Regions from separate parts of the Gossypium hirsutum genome. Here region 1 is linked to region 2. Evidence: chromatin contacts called from public Hi-C data. All regions are on one chromosome and are shown on one strand. The core of a region is the stretch at or near the end of the contact, and the rest is flanking DNA. Distances in the headings are between cores, read along the strand shown. Region 1 has its middle 14 kb from the start of LOC107901401. Region 2 holds the start of LOC107901400.

Evidence for each region. A called contact is a pair of places that touch in the nucleus more often than the background predicts.
Region 1: a Hi-C map of fibers shows a contact between it and region 2, with 4 times the contacts expected there. The contact joins the enhancer-like site here to the promoter of LOC107901400 in region 2. A contact is called at or near these places in 18 of 34 Hi-C or Micro-C datasets (anther, callus, fibers and 3 more).

The regions. Positions count from the first base shown.
Region 1 is chrD06:6,258,020-6,263,929 of Gossypium_hirsutum_v2.1, reverse strand. No RefSeq gene overlaps it. Among protein-coding and RNA genes, the nearest start is that of LOC107901401, 14 kb to the left of the region's middle. Within about 2 kb of position 3,184, at least 4 of the 9 cell types and tissues checked have an H3K27ac peak or open chromatin away from gene starts, as enhancers often do. A contact at or near this core is called in fibers, hypocotyl and leaf, where this site is marked.
Region 2 is chrD06:6,200,696-6,207,232 of Gossypium_hirsutum_v2.1, reverse strand. It overlaps LOC107901400, which reads left to right and starts at 4,889. Exons shown (of 3, transcript XM_016827391.2): 1 at 4,889-5,033; 2 at 5,122-5,256. The coding sequence starts at 5,210.

The sequences.
Region 1 (5,910 bases), core at 1,935-4,434, 58 kb before region 2:
CCTCATAAAAAAATAACATTGTTAGTATATTAGAATAACCTGTAAAGCATTTGACAAGTTCAAATATCAAATCGAACAAAAAAAAAGATTAGGTATCAAATTAGGAAAAAGAATCAAGTTCAGATACCAAATTTGACCCCAAAAAGATTAAGTACCAAATTAAGAAAAAGTGTCAAGTTTAAGTGTGAAATTAGTAAAAAGTGTGAAGCTTAGGTATCAAATTGAACCCAAAAACTCTTAGATACCAAATTAAGAAAAAATGTCAAATTCAGATATCAAATGTTTATATTAAGCGAAATAAATATTAAATGCTGAAAGAAGATTGTGATAGTTTAATAATTGTTTGTGAAGGCCCAAAAGTCTTTTTGGGTACCTAAAGGCCCATAAGTTTGATGTTCGAGACTTTAGCGATGCATGCCCATTGCCAGGTTTATAGTCTTGAGATTGAAGCAATAATCCCCATGTTCTAAAAATTGAAGATGAGAACTTCAGTCTTCGTAGCAACTAGGAACATAAGCCTGCTCTGCATAGAAAGTATACCAAGAACAAGAGGGAGGAGAAAAATATAAGACATAAATGGGAGCATAATTCTTCCTTATAGAACATATAAACATATATCATACTTTTCATTATGCTCTTATATACTTCACCTTTCAATTAACTTACTGGGTTAATTGAAGAAACTTACTGCCTCTAAAATATCTAAATATATGTTTAATTCCACTATAATTTTTTCATGTTGCATGAGAGTTACATCTTTTTAATATAATTATAGCAAATGTATTATTTGTAGAATACATTAGTTTCCCTACAACATTAAGATATGGTACTTTAGAATTTTGGAGTACTTCGTCATTTTCATAAGAATAAAGGAGATTTTTATTCACATATAATGATCTTACAATTATCGTGGTGTTTAATTGATGTGTTTTATTCCTGTAGAATTTCTTTAAAATCATTTTTGTGTAAGATGATAGATGGACATAAGTCTTGATTACCCTTTTATTGTCTTCTACCTTTATTCTTTTTCTGGTCGTTAGAAGTATCATCATAATAACAGTATTTATTATGTCCTGACTATATCCCAACCATGCTAAAGCTATGACCACGATAAATACATTTATATTTTTTACTTTCAAAATTGTTATATATACCATACTCACTTCAACAAATGGAGCAAAACTAATTAAATTAATTTCACGGTTTTTCATCAATAACTCATTATTTTGCTAAGCGACTAGAAGATAGAAGTTTAATTTGAAATACTTTTAAAAAAAATTCACAATATTATTACTGCCGGAATTCATTAAGTGCATGAAAACTGAAAATGTTCTCTTTAACATGTCAATATCAGCATAAAACGAATGGCTACCATGGATGCAAAAAAATTGAGACCATTTCTACATATGTTGTTGAAAGATTGGGGGAACTTCATCTAGCATAATGGGATTAGCTTCTCAGAATTCACAAAGCATGATAGAACCTTCTGTTGCCCAGCATACAAATCCACAGTTATCACATGATCTTTTACATTTATGGAACCGGCTTTTAGTGCACACATTGAGGTTTCTAATGGAGAATGCAAATATTGATATAAAACAACTGTGATTCGAATTTAAATTACACTTAAAAAAGTGAACACTTGATCAATAAGTAACAATTTGAGTTTAAAATAGTTTATATTTTTTTTTGTGTGTCATTATAAATCCACCCACTACGCCCATATTTAATTGTTTAAGAACTGTGGAGGAAATAGAGTTTTTGTTATTCCTATTCTTTAAACGTTGAAAAAATGATTTACTTAGTTGATCGGAAAACTTTAATTGTAATTGCAAAGCAATAAGAATGAGAATTTAAATGATTGTATTTGCATAGTAAGCATGCTATTATGCCAATGGAAAGAAGAAATTGATGTTACATAGTTGAAATGTGATTGGGACTGGGATGTTTTCACTTAGGATTTTTCTTTCTTACTTTATTTATGCATAAATTGTAATATATTGTGAGTAATAAATTATTGAACATCTCTCGTCATGTTTGTAAAATTTCATAATTTATTACCCTTAAATATAATAAATGGTTTCAATTGTGTGTGCAAGCACACAACTTAGCTTTTGTAAGAGGGTTTAAGAGGTGTTCACTTGTAATCTTAACTTGCACTTAAATCAGATCATGGATCGAGTTAGGTCAATGTAAAATTTTATATTTAGGTTAGGCATGACTTGAAAAAATAAGTTTAAAATTTTGTCTAAGCTCAGACCAGATAAAAATGTTAAACCCAAGTCTAGGCCGATCGTATTAAAAAAATTATATTATCTTTTATATAAAAATATTTAAAAATATATAATTTTTATCAAATACACTAAAAGCATTAAAATAAAAATTTTCTAACAAATTGAAAATGTATTAAAAAAGATTTTGTACTTAAATAACACTAAGATAGTTGCAACTTAGCAAGCAAATGCCTCTAAAAATAGTAGTAAAATTAATAATAAAACAATAGTTGTACAATATTCAAACAATAACAATAAAATAGTAGCAATATAATAGCAAAATGGTAGCAAAACAATATCAAAATGGCAGCAAAACAATAGTGAAAAATAAATTAGGCAAATTCAGGTTGGGCTGGAACTAAAAAAATCTTACTCAAAGCCCGACCCGTTTAGAAAACGGGCATTATTTTTTGCCCAAACCCATTTTTAACCTATATTTTTGTCCAAACTCTCTTACTTTTTTAATGGATTTTCATGACTGAGCTGGTGACCTGTCCCATGATTAGGTATACTTGAACTCTTATGAGAGGTGGAATATGGTCTTATTTTGGAATGGACTTCATGCCCAAAATAGTGAGCCTAGGTGCCCAAGAAACGGCCTCATGGTGATTATGTGGGTCCTAAAAGAGGCTTCTAAGCCCATCCTTGTTGAGCCAAGTTGAGGGCTTTAGTTTGGTCCGAACTAGCAATCGTGTCAAGCACTTAAATGTCTTGATGTGATTTGAAAATTTCTGTATCTAATTAAACGGATTTAATTCCATTTTATAGTCGATAATTGAAATTAATAATAATGTTATGACAAAAAATGTAAAATTTATAATAAATGGGTTGAAACATTGCCACGGCTCGGTAAAGACATCAGCGAGCCACCCATATACATAGGTTTTCTATACTGCGAGTACCAGAAATGGAGGCTGAGGAACAAGACTCATCCACCCAGTAGACCTGAAAATGAAATCCGAATCACACATTACAAAATTGCTGCTTAAAATGGACATGCTTCATATGCCAGTCCTCCATTCTCATATCCGTAATTGTTTTCGATTTGCATTGCATGGTAACAAAAAACTTGAAAAAGTTGTAAGAGATGGAGAAGGAAAGCACAGAAAGCTGTTACATCAAACCCTCAAATTAAACCAGCATAGAAACATTACAATAAGCTAACAATGAATTAACCACGGAAGAGAGTGGCTCCTCAAACCACAGTATATATCTTTATTTTGGGTTCCAATTTTATTATAAGTATTTTTTTAGATTTAATATAAAATAAAATAAATACCATTGAATTAATATTTATTACTTTATTAAAATAAATATTTTTTTTATTATATAACAACTGAGTTGAGACCTAATTATGAGTCACACCATCTCAATCAAAACGAAAATAATATTATTAAAAGTTACTAGTAACTTTCTCAAGCTACAATCTGTATTCTATGTATATATAAGTTGTGAAGAAACTTTTGAATCGCTAAAACATTTTTATTGTCCATTATATTATTAAATTGATATTAGAAAATAATATTTTAGTATATTAATAAAAATAATATTAATTAAAAATACTTTTATTAAATAAATTCATAATAATATCGAAATAAATTTTGTATTTATATTCATTTACATTTATTATTTTAGATTAAATATCAATCAATAAATGTTACAGTTATATACTAATTAAAATGAAAATTTAGCACTATAAATGGATACATTAACACCAAATAACTGCACATTTTCATTCAAGTAGCATTAAAGAAAATATCCGAAAAATCAAATTTTAGTCGTTTTGCTTCAGTCACCAAAAAAAAAATGTTTGACTTCCATTCTAATTAATATGTTTGACTTTTATTATTATTTTATTATTGGTACTTTTATTATATCTATCAACTAATAGTTGTTTATATAATGTAGATTAAATAGAGATCGTTCACATTGATAAATTAATTAAATCTAAAAAATAATTGAGTATATAAAATATCGATTGTCTTCTCTAAATGTTGCAATTTGAGTTTCAACAATGTTATTAAAATATTATTTGTCTACTGTTCTTTTACCCATCTCCTGAGGATAAAGTCGGATCATAGGACGTTGCCTCTTTCTCTCAAGTCGAAAGTTAATTTTCCAAAAGGACGCCCCTTTAGATGTTTGGCAGGTTGGGTAGAGCATCCTAATTTCTCAAATTTTGTTAAGGAAAAGTGGTGTTCTCAAAGTAACATGGTTGAATCTCTGTATCATTTTACCTACAACATTAAAGACTGGAATTATTTAGTTTATGGTCGTTAGAGGTCCATAAAACGAAATTGATGCAAAAATTGGCGAGTATCCAAAGGGCCTTAGAAGAATCAAATTCTGCTTACTTAAGTCTTTTAGAATTACAGCTTCAAGAGGATTTGGAAGATGTGTTTCACCATGAAGAGCTGGTTTGGAAGCAGAAAGCGAGATGTGACTGGTTGCATTTTGGGGATTGAAATACTAAGTTCTTTCATTCTCGTACGATTCAGAGAAAGAAGCACAACATGATCTTAGCCTTAAAGAATGATATTGATGATTGGTTGTTTGAAGATAAGGATATCCAGGATGAGGCAATTAAGTTCTTCCAGAAGTTGTATAGTGAATTATCGGATAGCATAACTTCTTTGCTTTATGTTTCTTTTCTTAAACTTGATCTTAATAATGAAATTTTCTTAGGAAAAACAATTTTAAATGAAGAGATAAAGACTTCACTGTTTGATATGGCACTATTTGATAAAATTCCCCAACGAAATTTTTAAGTCCAATAGTGTCTCTCTAGTCTAGTTAGTTGGAATGTCTATTAGGAAAGTGTCTCTCTAGTCTAGTTAGTTCGATCCTACGTTTTTGTCTAGCAGTCAAAACTTCTCTTTCAGTGATTACTTTAGAAATGAATATAATCACATACTCGTTTTACCTTGTTTGTTAATATAAGGCATTGCCATTGTTATTTCAGTTTCTTTTTCTATGTATATAAATAAATTGGTTAATAATAAAGTCCTGAGCACAATATGATTATTCTTAAAAAGGTCCTTAGTTAAGTATTATTGTGGGCTTGGACAATGATAATACATTGAAACTAATGTGTAGTTGATTGATGAAAAAATGTTGTCATTGACATATGGATGTCAAAATCGATACATGAGTATGTGTTAAAGAACAACATACTGGATTGACTCACTATGAGTATGGTTATAATATTATTATGTAATGGTCACAACATTTCTCATAGTGATAGATATGTATATGATCCTCAGACTTGAGATCATCATTATCCCAACATAGTGAGTTGTATATTTTGACATAATCAGACGTCTACCATAATAGGTTATACTATAAAGACTAATGTTGGGTATGCCACAATTTATGTAGTGGGATATGATTGATCAAGATAGAATTTTAGGATTTAGCCTTAAAGTGTTCAGAATTTTGTGACATGGTACACCATAGATGTTTTCAACTATGATTTTTAGAAAATTAAATCAATTTTTAAAAATGTGTTCTAAATACCTTTAATTTTGAAAAGTGGATTGATTTGTACAAGGGTCAAAAGTTTGATTTTTTATAAAGCAATTTAATCAAATTTTAAAATTCACCCTATATCTTCCCCGCCTAATTTTATTTTCACGTT
Region 2 (6,537 bases), core at 3,640-6,139:
TCACCGCCCTGATGGTTGAACACCAACGTATACCAGTGAGGGTTTCTGCCTTTACTTTCTTTGAATAGACAATGACGGCTTGTTTCATGTGGAGTATGCTTTCCACAAGATTTGGTTTGTTGACCTTTGGATCTTGACTTGTTCTGTTTGTACGGTTTGTATCAGACTTTATTTTATGTATGTTTTACATATGTTATCTGATAAGATTTTTCAACCGCCTTGATCTTGTTGTTGGGATTCTTTCTTTTGTTTAGTAATATTATCAACTTTATTATCCATCATTTAAAGTTCAAATATATTATTGTTAAATAGTTTGTTATTTCCTTATGTATATATAGGTCAGTATTGTCAAATTCATTGATGGCACACATCCTTGTCCACCAAAAACTATCACTACCAACAACACAACCTCCATCAATCTGGCATATCAGACATGGCTTTCACAAGACAAACTCTTGTTTGGTGCATTAGTTGGCACCATTTCCCAAAACCTTGTACCTCTAATCTTACGGTGCACAACCTCAACTGAAACTTGGACGGTCCTCGCCAACACTTATGCTCGTCCATCTCTTGGTCATATCAAACAAATCAAAGATAATCTCAAAAACATTTCCAAAGGCTCTCAAACTATCACCGACTATATGCAAGCTATTAAAATCAAATCCGATGAGCTTGTTACTCTTGGTAAACCGTTAGATGTAGAGGATCTTATTGAAAAAGTCCTAGAAGGGCTTAATGACACCTTCTAACCAGTTATCGATGCTATCAATAGTCGCGATACTGCCATCACCTGTAATGGGTTACATGAGAAACTGATCAACAGAGAGCTCGCCTTACACAACTCCTCCTCAAGTGTATCATTCACCGCCTACTCAACTCACACTCAACGCTCCAATCAGCGGTTTCATCGTTCTCCTACGCCATCTACATCTCAACAGTACAATAGGCCTATGCATCCTTTTTTGGGCAAATGTCAGTGGTGTCAAACTCAGGGGCATGTTGTCACTCAGTGTTCTCTCTTTCGCCAACAGTTCCTGAATGCAGCCGCACCTTCACGTCAGTTCAATTCATCTACATCTCGTACGCCTCCACCATAGCAACCTCAAGCTCATGTAGCTACCTCCAATTCCTCATCCTCTGATCCCTGGCTATTAGACAGTGGTGCTACACACCACATCACAACCGATTTCTAAAATTTGTCTGTTCACAATCTCTACACTAGCTCGGATGAAGTAATGATTGGTGATGGCTCTGGCGCTGCTATTACTCACTCTGGTTCTACCACTCTTCCCACTCTTTTTCACTCATTTACTCTATCTAATGTCCTCTGTGCTCCTAATATGAAACACAATTTAATTTATCTGTCTTAATTTTATAAATCGAACAATGTTTCTATTGAATTCTTACCTTATTCTTTTCTTGTTAAGGATCTACAGACCAGGGTAATTCTTTTCCAAGGTCAACCTAAACATGGTGTCTATGAGTGGCCCTTAAACTCCAACCTATTACTTATTTTCTCTACAATAAAGACAACACCTCCTGTCTGGCATCACCAACTTGGTCACCCATCTCTCTCGACATTCAAGTATATGATTTCCTATTTTTATTTAGATGTTAAGATATCTTCTCTGTCAGATACATATTGTAATGCCTGTCACTCTAATAAAAGTCACAAACTTTCTTTCTCTGCTTCCACCTTATCATCTCCATCCCCTCTTGAAATAGTTTTTACTGATGTATGGACCTCTCCAATACAATTTGTCGATAAATTTAAATATTATATAATCTTTGTTGATCACTTCACCAAATACATATGGCTGTATCCTTTAGGGCGCAAGTCTGAGGCTCGTGATACTTTCATCAATTTTCAAAGCCGTTGTCGAAAAGTTTTTCAACACTGAAATTAAAACAATTTATTCAGACAATGGCAGTGAATACCAAGCCTTATTGCTATTTTTCAACATCAATGGAATTTCTCATCTTACATCTCCTCCTCACACCCTTGAGCATAATGGCTTTGCTGAACATCGACATTGACATATAGTAGAAACTGGTCTTTCCCTTCTTTCCCATACCTCAATGCCTCTATCCTATTGGTCATATATCGTTTCCATAGCCGTTTATCTTATAAGCCGTATGCCTACACCCACCATTCACAATGACTCCCCATACTTCAAACTTTTCGGTACTCTTCCTAACTATAGCAAACTTTGAAGCTTTGGTTGCCTTTGTTATCCCTGGCTACGTCCCTATGCCTTTCACAAACTTGAACCCAGATCGACCTTTTGTCTCTTTGTTGGTTACTTGTCTTCTCAGAGTGCCTATCTCTGCCTTGACACGTCTTCCTATCGTCTGTATACTTCTCGTCATGTTCATTTTATTGAAATCGTCTTCCCTTTTACACAAACTGCTCTTACTCTCGAGAGAGCTACTCCCGTTACTATTTTTGAATGGTGTTCCTTGTCTATACCAATCATTACTTCATCCGCCTCAACACCTACCACTACATCTGCCTCTAATGCTCCATCTCCTTCCACCACTTCATCCGATCCAAACCTTCAACTATCTTCTCCGACTACTCTAGACCAAACCGTCTCACCAACCACTATACCTACTCAACCTGAATTACCAACCCTCCCAACCTCCACTCAACCTGAATTACCAACCACCACCACCACCATACAGCCACATTTACCCTCTCCCGGTATTGTTACTCGTTCCAAAAATAATATACGCAAACCTATTCAAAAACTCAACCTTCATGCAAAAATCCACCACCTTACCCGTGAACCAACCACAGTTACTCAAGCCTTAAAAAACCCTCAGTGGAAGCGTGCCATGTCTGATGAATTTGATGCTTTTCTTCGCAATGAAATATGGGAGCTTGTTCCATCGAACCCCACTCAAAATTTAGTAGGCTGTAAATGGATATTCCGCACTAAATATTATTCTGGTGGCTCACTTGACAGGTACAAAGCCCGTCTAGTCGCAAAAGGCTTCCATCAATGCCTGGGCGTCGATTTTACTGAAACTTTTAGTCCTGTTGTTAAACCAACCACGGTGCGCCTGGTACTTAGCCTTGCTGTTAGTCATGGTTGGGCCATTTATCAACTTGATGTCAATAATGCATTCCTCCAAGGCACCCTTTCAGAGTATGTGTTTATGACTTAGCCTCTGGGGTTCATCAACCGTGATAATCCTAATCATGTGTGCCGGCTTCGAAAATCTATCTATGGGCTTAAACAGGCTCCGTGTGCTTGGTATCATGGATTACGATCATTCTTGCTATCTTTTGGATTTATCAACTCCATTGCCGATGCCTTGCTGTTTGTCTTTCGTGGCCACAGTACTGTAATTTATCTTCTTGTCTATGTTAATGATATCATTGTTACCGGCAATACCACTTCAGCTATACCTTAGTTTTTTCAGCACCTATCCGCTCGATTCTCATTGAAAGATCTTGGTCACTTGCATTATTTTCTTGGTGTTGAGGTCATTCCCCATGCTAATAGTTTATTTCTTAGTCAGCGCAAATACATTGCTGACCTTCTTTACAGAGCTCAGATGACTGAAGCTAAATCGGTTTCAACACCTATGTCCTCTTCAGTGTCTCTTACATTACATTTTGGTTCCCCGTTAGCAGATGTAGCTGCCTATCGCACCACTGTTGGCAGTCTTCAGTATCTCTCGTTAACACGACCCGATATCTCCTATGCTGTTAACAAGTTGTCGCAGTTCATGCATCAACTCACGACTGACCATTGGACTATCATCAAATGACTATTACGCTATCTCTGTGGTACCTTGGGTCGTGGCCTCTCCATCCATTATCATTCGCCTCTTGCCCTTCATGCATTCTCTGATGCTGATTGGGCTGGTGACAAAGATGGCTTTACCTCTACAAGTGCTTATATTATCTATCTTGGTCGCAATCCCGTGTCTTGGAGCTTGAAGAAACAGAAAATGATTGCTCAGTCTTCTATCGAAGCTGAGTATTGTTTCGTGGCTGATACAGCTGTTGAGTTACGCTGGCTGTGCTCCCTTCTATCTGAACTTGGTGTCATCATACCACAACAGCCAATGATATGTTGCGACAATGTTAGAGCCACTCATCTCTGTGCTAATCCAATATTTCATTCGCGCATGAAGCATGTTGCGTTAGACTACCACTTCATTCGTGAACAAGTACAAAGTGGTTGTTTTCGTGTGTCTCATATTTCCACTACCGACCAGCTTGCTGATGCTCTCACAAAACCGTTACCTTGCCGATAGTTCATTAATGTCGTCAACAAGATTGGCCTCGCTTCAACGTTGTCCATCTTATGGGGGCATGATAAGATTCTTCAACCGTCTTGATCTTGTTGTTGGGATTCTTCCTTTTCTTTAGTAATATTATCAGCTTTATTATCCATCATTTAAAGTTCAAATATATTATTGTTAAATAGTTTATTATTCCTCTATGTATATATAGGTTGGTATTGTTTGACAAGTGGACATGAATAAAAACCTTATTCTCTAAATTACTTTCTGTTTCTCTTGTTCTATATTATCTTGAATGTACATTTGCTCCAGGCTTGATCATGATTTGCTCTTTGTACCACATCCAAAAAAAAAATCTAAACAAACGTGAATAAATTTTCTTTGTCCCCGTTCATTTTTTTTATTTTCCTCGTGATGCATGATTTTCATATATATATATAGCCGGTGATCATTGATGACTAAAATCAAACATTCATATCATCACGAGGTTAAAAAGTTTCTTATTTGGTACGCCCAGAGAAAGATCGAAACCCAAAAAAAAAAAAGAGAACACCTTTAAACGAGCAAGCAGGCTTGTCCTTGGAATAACCTACTGTATCGGGCAATGGGCATTGATGATAAAGAAATGAACTTTTGGCCCATTAGAGGCCCGTTAAAATATCACCTCAAAAATACCTGGAAAAAAAAAGAGAAAAGAACCCGTCTTTCTCTTTGTTTGTTGGCAACAAGAGAAAACGAAGCAGTCCTGTTATCAGCCCTTTCTCAAATTTCAGGTTGGCTTCAAATCATTCATACTTTGATGGGTTAATATTGTTGTTAAGTAATTTTCTTTTACGTAATCGGGATTTGCTGGTTTCTCAGGTTTTAGGGCTTTCGTTTTAGGTGATATAAAGTTCATTTTTTGGGGGCGTTTACGTGTGTCAAAATCAAATAGTTAGGAGAGAAGGAAATGGGTGGGCAAGAAGTTAAGCAGCTTGAAGAATGCTCAGTTTCCAAGTTAGTTCTCTCCTTTGATTGTTCCTCTAAATTTTACATTCTTCTTGTTAATCTATTCAACCTTGTTAGGTTTAGGGTATCAATTTGTGCTTCTATAGTATAAAATGATTCTTGTTATTTACTTGTAGTTTGGTTTGAATTATCTTCTATAAAGAATTTGACTAGTTTAGAGTTGCACTGGCCAAGAAATTGGGATTTATGTGAACCTCTCTATCAATGGCTCTAACCCTGGTTTTAGCAAGATTCAAGAGCAAGAATGTGCAATATGCTAACTGCTGATTCCCGGTCGGGGGTTTTGTCTTTCTATTCTACGGAGAGCCTTGACAGGTTCACAAAATGAGGAGTGCCAGAACAGGCAAAAACATGACAAACTAAAGAGTTTGCGCGTGGTCTGACTTGAGCTCATGCCTTTGAATAACCAAAAATGATTGTCTTTCAACTGCTCCTTACCCAAGAACACCATGCTTGCTTGTGCCCACCACTAGAGTTACAGAAATATAGTTCTTTGCTTCTCTATTCAATACTTTTCGTGTCAATCTACCTTTGCAAATCTGGCATTTATGATCATCCTGAAACCTGAGCATCAAAAATCCAATTCTAATCGATCATGTGCTGGACTCTTAAGTCTAGTGATCAGATCAAACCCTCAAACCTGAAGTATAATGAACCAACTTTCTTTACTGAACATAGGCCTTCATATGCTTCTAAATAAGATTCTAAATTACAACTTTTCTTCTAAAGCATAATGTACAATGAAATTTCAAATTAGGGCACAAAAACTGTTATTAAGAAACCTTTTATAACCCTTGAAATTCTCTGGAAAGTAATGAAATGCACTTAGCTGAACTATGGGAAACATGAACAACACTATCTTTAGGTTCTGCAACTTTTAGAAGAGCCCAATTAAGCACCTGCGTAAAGAAAGCAATATATATATTGAATTTACTATGACAGCTTATGGTGTTTTGGAGTAATTCGCAACTCATTGAATTGAACCATTGCTGATGGTTTATGATTGCATGCATCTGTGTAAAGATAGCAATATGTATATTGAATTCTGGTTGCAGCCCTTTTTAAACTGATCCACTCGCCAACCATTTTGGTTCTGCTTTTGGATTTTTCAGTATATAGTATTTAACCTGTAATATGTGTCCGGATGAACAATGAACATACTACAATCCAATACATCGAGTTTCATCTTCTATTTCCCTTCATGAAGTGAATCTCAATCTTCTCAGCAAGGTGGCTTGATCTCCAGATTTATTTCCTTTGGTTATATGT